3 separate regions of the Mus musculus genome follow, and all the other regions are linked to region 1. The links are chromatin contacts, called in public Hi-C and HiChIP or PLAC-seq maps. All regions are on one chromosome and are shown on one strand. The core of a region is the stretch at or near the end of the contact, and the rest is flanking DNA. Distances in the headings are between cores, read along the strand shown.

Evidence for each region. A called contact is a pair of places that touch in the nucleus more often than the background predicts. HiChIP or PLAC-seq counts read pairs in DNA pulled down with a chosen protein or histone mark.
Region 2: a contact with region 1 is called in an H3K4me3 HiChIP or PLAC-seq map of the 230-238 cell line, with 18 read pairs. The contact joins the enhancer-like site here to the promoter of 4933404K13Rik in region 1. A contact is called at or near these places in 1 of 39 promoter capture datasets (hematopoietic stem and progenitor cells), 1 of 115 datasets of contacts at active chromatin or transcription factors (the 230-238 cell line) and 1 of 9 other capture datasets (liver).
Region 3: a Hi-C map of the CH12 cell line shows a contact between it and region 1, with 2.4 times the contacts expected there. The contact joins the enhancer-like site here to the promoter of 4933404K13Rik in region 1. A contact is called at or near these places in 2 of 15 datasets of contacts at CTCF or cohesin (large pre-B cells and pro-B cells), 33 of 484 Hi-C or Micro-C datasets (B cells, CD4 T cells, the CH12 cell line and 17 more), 6 of 115 datasets of contacts at active chromatin or transcription factors (the 230-238 cell line, embryonic stem cells, large pre-B cells and 1 more) and 3 of 9 other capture datasets (adipose tissue, macrophages and pancreatic islet).

The regions. Positions count from the first base shown.
Region 1 is chr10:43,824,435-43,827,452 of GRCm38.p6, reverse strand. 4933404K13Rik (RIKEN cDNA 4933404K13 gene) reads right to left here and starts at 1,546. Exons shown (of 3, transcript NR_131055.1): 1 at 1,467-1,546.
Region 2 is chr10:43,722,145-43,725,162 of GRCm38.p6, reverse strand. No RefSeq gene overlaps it. Among named protein-coding and RNA genes, the nearest start is that of Gm40634, 19 kb to the left of the region's middle. Within about 2 kb of position 1,547, at least 114 of the 459 cell types and tissues checked have an H3K27ac peak or open chromatin away from gene starts, as enhancers often do. A contact at or near this core is called in the 230-238 cell line and liver, where this site is marked.
Region 3 is chr10:43,917,707-43,920,724 of GRCm38.p6, reverse strand. All of the region lies in intron 4 of Rtn4ip1 (reticulon 4 interacting protein 1), which reads right to left. Among named protein-coding and RNA genes, the nearest start is that of Rtn4ip1, 17 kb to the right of the region's middle. Within about 2 kb of position 1,569, at least 20 of the 459 cell types and tissues checked have an H3K27ac peak or open chromatin away from gene starts, as enhancers often do. A contact at or near this core is called in B cells, the CH12 cell line, bone marrow-derived macrophages and 3 more, where this site is marked.

The DNA.
Region 1 (3,018 bases), core at 297-2,796:
TTTTTTTGAAGGGCACTTCTCTGTCACCCCGCTGGGGCCCAGATACTTGCAGAGAGCTATTCTGTTCCACCATGTGCTCCCACACTTTCTGTCACATGGCTTGTCTTACTAAAGCCCAGAATCCACCCAGCATCAGCCAAAATAAATATTTCCTCCTTTAAGTTTTCCCAGGGTTTTTTTTTTTTTTTTTTTTTTTTTTTTTTTTTTTTTGCTTTGTTTTATTTAATTTTTTTGTCACAGTGACAGGAAGCTAATTAACACAGGGTGTATACCATGATATGGTTGTTCTTTTGCAGTTCTGGCCATGAACCAACATGGTAGGTAAGTCTTAACACTGAGCTACATCCCCTAGCCAAGAACTATTTTAGAACCAAATAAAGCTGCAGGTGGTGTTTCTATTTAAATCGACAGCTAAGTACCCGTTTTCAGGCCTCCTCTGCTCACCTTGGTTGATCCCAGGAGGCCTTCTGACTTATCTCCGCGTTAGCCCATTTCACAGTGGATCCAGTGAACCGTGCTTCCTGCTCCTCTTGGTCAGCTCTAGTTCCTTCTTACGTTTTGGTATAAAGTTCTGAGTATTAAATATTCTGTCTTTGGGAGGGCTCGGGTGGGAGGCAGGGAAGCCTTTGAGTAGTGGGGCCTTCGATGAGGCTTTGGGCCCCTGGAAGTGCACCATTTAAGAGGATAAGTGAGCACTTAAGCCTGTCTTCCTTTCTTTTTGTCCCCTCACTGTGAATTGAACGGCTTCAGCATCTCCTCCTTCAGTGATCCTTCAGCCTTCCCACCTGAACATGGCTGAAATTTGTGAATCCACGAGCCAGCGAAACCTTTCCTCTTTATAAACTGATCACCTCTGGGGCTTGCTATAGTGGTTGAATGTTGAGTAACACAGCCCTCCTCTGGAGACTGATCCTGGGACTTCTTTCACCGGTAAAATACAGCGAAGTTCTTGAGAGTCTCAACACAGGCAAAAGATTCCCTGCTTTAGGGGTAGCTGGGCACACTCTAAAAAGATAAGCCACCATGACCATGAGAAGAGCAAGAGAAACTATAAGGACTGAGAGATCCCTGGCCCACTGCTTCCTGATATGTCCGTACTGTATATAAAGACACCATCTTGAGTGGCCCAGTCAGCTGCGGGAAATATTTAAAAGATGAACCCACAATGCTCTGCAGGGCCGGATCACGCTCCCGCGCTCCTGCCGGCTCGCCAACTCTGGCCAAGCAGGACCACACAGCTCCCTCCGGGCCATCTCTCCAGCGTCCCCAGTTCCTCTCACTACCACGCAATGCCCTACGCATCCCATGGTTGGTCATCTCAACACCTAATTATCCGGTAGAATCAAGACTCTCAAAGCTTAACCAAGCAGATTTATGTATCAATAGAATTACAATTTACAAGATGCCAATACAATAATTTCAGAGCCAATTGATAATGATAAAAGTCTTATTCCAATATTTCTAACCTTATGAAATCAAGGCTACTTGTGGCTGGAAAATAAAACTCGGGTATACGTCAGCAGCCATTTTGCTTCTCCTCCCCTCTGACAAACTCTGAGACTCTTAGCCCCGCCTCCCGTTCTCTGTCCAATCACAGGTCTCCCACTGCCCTAATGTGATTGGACAGGGAAAATCCTGAAACAAGCAAAGATTGGTCACACCTGCCAACCCATATTTTATGTGTTTAATCTTTTGACATTACAACACGGCATTTTCATCTACAAAGTTCATGCTAAAAAAAATCCTGCAATCGTGTTATGAACACATGCACACACACACATATGCCACATATACACACACATGCACACACGTGCGCGCACTCACACCACACATACACACGCACGCACGCACACACACAACACATACACACATGCACGCACACACACACACACACACCACACTCACACAGACACACACACTTTCAGCAAGTTTACAAGTTTCAATCAGACCACTTTCATCACACATACACACACACATACACCACATATACACACACATGCACACATGCATGTACACATTACACACCACACTCTCACATACATGCACACCAAACTTTCAGCAAGTTTACAAATTTTGATCAGACCACTCTCATAACTATGTTTGGCCCAGAGGCCGTGTCTGGACACACTTGTTTCTCAAATTATAGAATTATGAGTAAGTAAGTGATTATGGCCAAGGAAAACCAACACATCTTTCTCTACCAAGTCATTTCAGTTGCTTCCTTCCAGACTTAGGTCAAACCACCTTCTCGGACAACTTACCCAACAAACACCGTGAAAAATCACATTACCTTAGAATTTGATATGAAGTTTGGATTACACAAAGCCAGGCCTGTTCTTGTTCAGTTTTGTACGGTAAACTGGTTAATACTGACCACTGTAAAGTAAGCTCAGGGTTGGAGAGTAGTGTGCCCATTTTTTCAGATGAAAACACTGGGGCACAGTGACTAAGCAAAGGCAGCTGTGTAAAAGTACACTTCTGAAAGCTCTCCCTCTATTCCCTGACAGAACTGTGCTCTAAGCACTAAGTGGTTTTGGTTTTTTTTTTTTTTTTAAATGCAGATGTGGCAAAGAACATTGTACATGTATTTTAGGCAAGAAGGAAGGGGAACGATATTAAACTCAGACACAGTAACTACTGTATATGGTTAACAGGCACAGGACCAGTAAGGTCTTGTGGACATGGGCATGGTGATCAGGCTGAGTTTGTGACAGTGGACTTGTGGCGAGTTTGATTGAAGAATGGGTCTCCTCCCAGTGAGATGCTTCTGGGCTATTTGATTGATTTTTATCCCTTTTAATAATAATAATAATAATAATAATAATAATAATAATAATAATAATAATAATATCTGTCTAGGATCTCTTCCAACAAATCACATGTAGATGGCCAAAAGAGGCTGTCATAGAATAAAACATTTCAAAATATGTTTACTGGCTACTCAGAAAAACATGGGTTTCCTGGTAAATTTCATATTAGGAGAGCAATGAAAGACCTTTCCAGGAAGCATGAAGTTCT
Region 2 (3,018 bases), core at 298-2,797, 100 kb after region 1:
ACCATTAGAAGTCTGCATTCATTCTTTCTCAGATGAACTATGCACCCTCCTGATCCTTCCATTAGCGAGGAAGCGATCCAAAGAAAAAAGAGAAGCCAATGGCAAAGGTAGCAACAGGCTGAATGAATGTTCATGTGGCCAAAGTCTCCATGGTTCCTAACCAACACATTTGAGGTGGGCAAGAATACTACCTCTCTCTCCCCAGCCAACAAATGAGAGAAAACAGGACACAGAGACTTCTGTAAGGTGTCCTGGGAGACTCCCTATCCACTCAGTCCTATTGGTTGTGCCTAAACACTTTCAACTAAAACAGATTAGTAGACCAGAAAAAACTTGCCTTCATCATAAAGAGGAATGTCCATTGCTGGATGTGGTGTGCATACCTGTAATCCCAGAAATTAGGAGACTGGAACAGGAGAATTGCCGTGTTTGAGTTACAAGGCTGGGTTGGGTTACATGATGAGTTCTGGGGCAGCCAGAACAGCCCCAGAGCAAGACCCTGTATTAGGAAAAAAAACAAAAAACAAAACAAAACAGAGAGCTGGCCAGCAGTGCATGGACTCAGGCGTCAAAGACAAGCAGGTCTCTGAGTTCAAGGCCAGCCCAGTCTACAGAGTGAGTTCCAGGACAGCCAGGGCTACATAGGGAAACCCCATCCTCATACAAAACAAAACAAAAAGAAAAGAAAGAAAGAAAAAAATGAAGAAAAATGAATTAATTAAAACCATCTCTCTCCATCAATGCCTTTCAGGTATAATATACATATACTTGTGCACAAGCACCCAGAGTTGAAGGGTCACAGGTGTCTCTCAATTGGCCCTGGATTCAGTCCCCAGCACCCAAAACAAAAGAGTTCATACCAGTGTTTAACGACTCCTTCAAAGGATTTGATGGAGAATAATTAACTGGGAAATTGTTGCTCAAGGGATGGTAGTCTTGTTCTCTCAAAATAAGTACATAATAAAAGGAAAAATACTTTTTTTTTCCAATCCCGGGTACAGTGTGGGACCTGGAGAATGCTAAGCAAGCCCTCTAGTACTGAACTTCACTACTGGCCTGGAAAATACACTTTTTAAAATGGAGTGTGGGGGAAGGGCCATGTGGGAGGAGGTGTAGGGAGAGCTGCGATTGGGATTTAAAATTAGTTAATTAATTAATTAATTAATTAATGGGGAAAATGTGTTTAAGTGCAGCATACAGATGTCTCCAGGATGGTTAAAGAATTCCTATCAGCTCCCTTTATGCCTGATGAATAAACCTCCAGTCCTTTAAGGCTATTCATTGATTCCTGGGTGGTTTATTTTTCGTTTTTTACGGGGCTTGACCCAGCTCACTTCCCTCCCTATTCCTGAAGCTGCGGTCTTTTGAGAAAACCCCGACTCCAGGAACCAAAACTCTTGGCTTTCTCTTCTGCCCACCGCCCGCAGGACACCTGCTGCCGACCTTTCTTAGTTCTGTCTCCCAGGACGGTTACGAGCTGAGTGCTGGGATCGTTGGTGTGCCGGGAAATGGCCTCACACCGTTCCTGTGACCCACTGTCTGGAAGCCGTGGGCTTGCTCATTATCCACGCTCTCCTGGAGGTCCAGTTACCAGCATTGTCCACTGCCAGGGCCACAGCGGAAACTGGTCTAACCAGTTTTCTCCTCTCCCTGGACTATTCCAAGGCAGACACACTCAAGCCTGGCAAAAATACTGAGAGTTTCTGTTCCCAGGACGGAGACCCGCCACAACAAGCCTGGCTGTTGTTAAACTCTGGTCTGGTTTCCTCCCCCAACCCCGTCTTCTCTCCCCAACACCTCCTGGGTTTGCCACGAGGCTATGCACCATCGAGTTTGAATGCCGCGTTGAGTTGTTGATTAAAACAGCATGCCGTTTTCTGAAGGTCAAACAACATATGACAATAAGTGGATATAAAATATCGGCGAAACAAATGTGTGGCTTCTGCACTGGATGCAGAGGCAAAACTGGCTGCCCTTTAAAAGCCTCCACGTTCTCGAGAAGTCCTGGAGTATTAAAATTGATGATGGTGATTAGGTTGCTTTTCAGAGCAGCAAAAATGTGTATAACCGAATCCTCATGGGCTTAGCCATTTTCAGCCCGGGCATATTAACTTGTCTGGCTGTGAAGCTGCTATTGTATACACAAGTATTTAACCGTGAGTGCAGCGGGTCCCAAATTAAAACCATATTTTGTTAGCACCACATGTTCCAGCTCTGACAGTATTTATCAAAGGGGAAGCTGCTGGATTTATTGAAGGAAATGAACTTGCCTGGGGTCTGCCAGACTCAACCCTTACAGCGAGGCTGAGCGTGAGGCTATTGGCTCCAGGCCACTCACTGGCTTCGGCAGGGTGGGCTATGGACACCCCACCCCCTGTCTCCCCACAGCTAGGCGTCGGGGGAGGTTGACAGCTCCAGGCCATTCTTTCTTCAAAGATCTGTTTGTATTCTCTTCTTTGTGAAGTCTTTGCTTCCTCTACCCAAGCTTCTTGCTTCTTTCTTCTTCCTCTGAAAGCTGCAACCTCAGTCTGGGGACTTTGTAGAGAAGATGAGATTCTAAAGCCTGCCCCACACCTCCTGATCTACATTTCAGCAAATCCCCGGGGGGGGGGGGGGGGGTCCTGTGCTGGCGGAAATTTGCTCTGCACCACCCCCACCCCCCACCTTCCACCCCTTACCCACCTCCTACCCCACCCCTACCTCCCCCTCACCCCACCCTCACTTATCTCTTTCACCTGTACTTCTCATTAGGAGCCTTGTTACCCACTCCACGTGTGTATGGATTTTGCTGGCTGTCACAATGCTGGGATGGAGCCCTGCTGGTTCAGTGACAGCAATGACACTGGACAGCTTGCAGAAGAAAGCAGTGCATATGTCACACAACTGGAAATGTGGCTGAACTCTCAGGCAGGTGAAAAGCCTATGCTTAATCCTGAGCCTGGAACCTAATTTCTCTTCATATACAGAAACAAAGCCTTGTTTGTACAATTTTAATATACACGAAGCCTTCTAGAAATG
Region 3 (3,018 bases), core at 320-2,819, 93 kb before region 1:
AGAAGGATACAAAGCCACCATCCATTTCCCAAAGAAGTCTGAGATCTGAAAGAATCAGTAGTCAAAACTCACAGCATCAGGCAGGCAAGATGGTTCAGTGGGTAAAAGGGCTTGACAGGAAAGTCTGACCACCTGAGAGCAACCATCGGCACCCGCAGGAGTGGGGGTAAGAGGGCAGAACAAACTCCTGAAAGGTGTTGTCTGCCTCCATGCGAGTGCTATGGAACATACATGTGTACACACATGGGGGGGGGGGGGGCGGAACCTGGGCTGCATGATGTCAAATATCTAGAACATTGTACCCAGTAGAGGTGGAAGGCCATGACATAATGGGGTCTGGTATCTGGTACTATATTAACTATTACGGAGGCTATTTCATGAAAATTCCCTGAGCGCCCACAGAAAACACTCCTGAGATAAGTGGAGGGGGTGCCTGCCGTCTATCTACCACTATCATTACATAACTACTAGTTATAGGCCCTCTATCTTCACTACGAGACAGTATAGAATTTTGCCACCTACTGCTAACCAGTGCACTGAGCCTTAGAACACACACCCTGCCTGTAATCTTAGCTACTTCATCTTTCTGTCCCTCACGCAAATCACAGAGGCTGATTATTATCATCTGTTGTGTGTTAAGAGTTATGACTATAATTTCCAAGTCAGCTGTTCCCTTTGAAATACCATTAAATATAATTTTAAAAAGTCTCTTTGAAAATCACGTTACTTCTAGAAGTGGTTTTCATCTCAAAGCTATCACTAGTGAAGAAGAGGTGACACTCTGCAGATGTTCCATCTCCTCCAAACTTCAACCCATGCGATAGCGTTAGTATTCCCAAGTGGGGAAATATGACACAGGAAGTGTCACACAGCTGAGGTGCTGGTACACACCTGGAATCCCAGCACTCGGGAGGAGGAGGCTGAGGCAGGAGAATGTAAGGTCAAGATCAGCCTGGGCAGCTCAGTGAGACTCTCTCAAACCAAATCATGTAAACAACAAAACAACTATCATACGGATTTTTAACAGTTAATTTACCCATAAAATACTTGGCCTTGACTCTTTGATTATTACCTAAATTAGTCAAATTCTCCTTCAAGTAACATCACACTTTTCTTTTACTCTACATTAGGACAGAGAAAGGACAGGCATTTTACCAAGTTTTTTTGTCTAACAGCGGTGATTTTTGACTCCTAAGGCTCTGCTTAAGAAAACGCCTCTCTGGTGGCTTGAGACGATTTCCTATGGAAGCTACAAACCAGCGGCACTACTGTTAGAAGCACCCCAGCACTAGCAGTACTCAGCCTGGAGGGATGTCTGCTTTGCACAAGGACTGGAGATAAAGGAGGACACACTTAGCAGACAGGATTAAAAGGACAGCAAATATCATGGCTGCCCGGGTTCCAACTGACAGACATGTCTCTGACCTCCTTCCTGTCAGCTTGTCTCTTCCCCATAACCCTTAATCCGAAGCAGCCTCACTTCCTAAATAAAACAGCAAAATTATCTCACAAAAGCGTGATGCTCTACAACCAGTGTCAGTTCCCAATGCTGCCACCTGAGGGAGCCCTCAAAGTGCAAACGAGCAGAGAAGCAGGCTCAAGACGGGATGGAGGCGCACCAAGGAAGTGCTGAGACACTGAGGGAGGACTTTTTTCTGGCCGCACAAACTTTAGTTTTGTGTAGGGTCAGGCAGGGCCTATTCTTTTTCCGAACAAAGCCAATCTCTAAAGGGACAGCAGGCAAAATAAAGTCTAAAGCCAGCAATAAGCTGACGTTCTGTGGCTAAGCTAACTGTATTCTATAAAGTACCTCGCAGACCTAAGGGAAGAGCACCGTGGCGCCCACCCTCACTCTGTCCCCCAGTGCTGTTCAGGAGGATTTTCTTACCTACCTTGCTGTATCACCACACTCCACATGCACACCCAACCAAAGTTAGAAAAAAGAAAAAAATGGTGAAAAAAGTGTGCTGCTTGCTATTTTATATCAATGGTCGGCAGCCTTTGAGACAGTTCATATTGTGGAGACTCCCAACCATAAAACTGTTTTCACTGCTATTTCATGACTGTAATTTTGCCACTGTTATAAATCATCATGTAAATATTTTGAAGACAGATGTTTGCCAAAGGGGTTACAACCCACAGGCTGAGAACCACTGGCTTCTATAGGAAAAAGCCCATGAACATTGTAATTCAAGATTGCCCAGGTCTTTAACACATGGCTCCTCACTTCATAGACCACAGCTTACTCTGAAAATTCTGTGGCTTGATCTAATTAATGGCAGACCTAGAAAGCACTAGAGAATAGGAATGATGACTACAATGCTATGCATTCTTCTTTGTTGTTGAGACAGAGTATTAGGTAGCCCCCGCTGGCCTCAGACCTTGCTATGGAGCCGAGGGTGGTCTTGAAGTCCTGGCCCTCCTAGCTCAGCCTCCAGAGTGGTTGGTTACAGGTATGTGCTATCATACTTGCTTTCTTAAACTCTAAAATCCTAATTCGCTCTGTCATTTCTGCCTAATGTTTGAATAAGCCAATAATGTGCTGATTTAACAGTGGCTTCTTTGGAGAGATGGCTCAGCAGATAAGAACACTTACTGCTCTTCCAGAGGACCTGAGTTCAGTTCCCAGCACCCACATCAGGTGCCTTTCAATTGCCACAACTCTACTTCAAGGAGATCAGACTTCTGGCTTCCACAAGTGCTCTCACACATGTGGCATACATTCACAGACACAAAAACTCGAGTGCACATGTGCACACACACACAACCATGAGGGAACCCGAAGGAGGAATTTACTCTCAAGTTTCTGTTCTGTCTTGGCCTGAAGAAACCTGGGCTGCAAATGTCCAGATCTCGGCACTGACTCATGTTGTGCTTTTTAACACAGGTGTAATAGGCTTTCCTGGCTCCCCGTGAGATTAAAATACTCCTAGTAGATCCCAATAAAAACGATGAAGTCTGGCTATGTTTTCTACAGGTAAAAACAATGACCTTTAGGAAATAAGAATGGTGCTGACG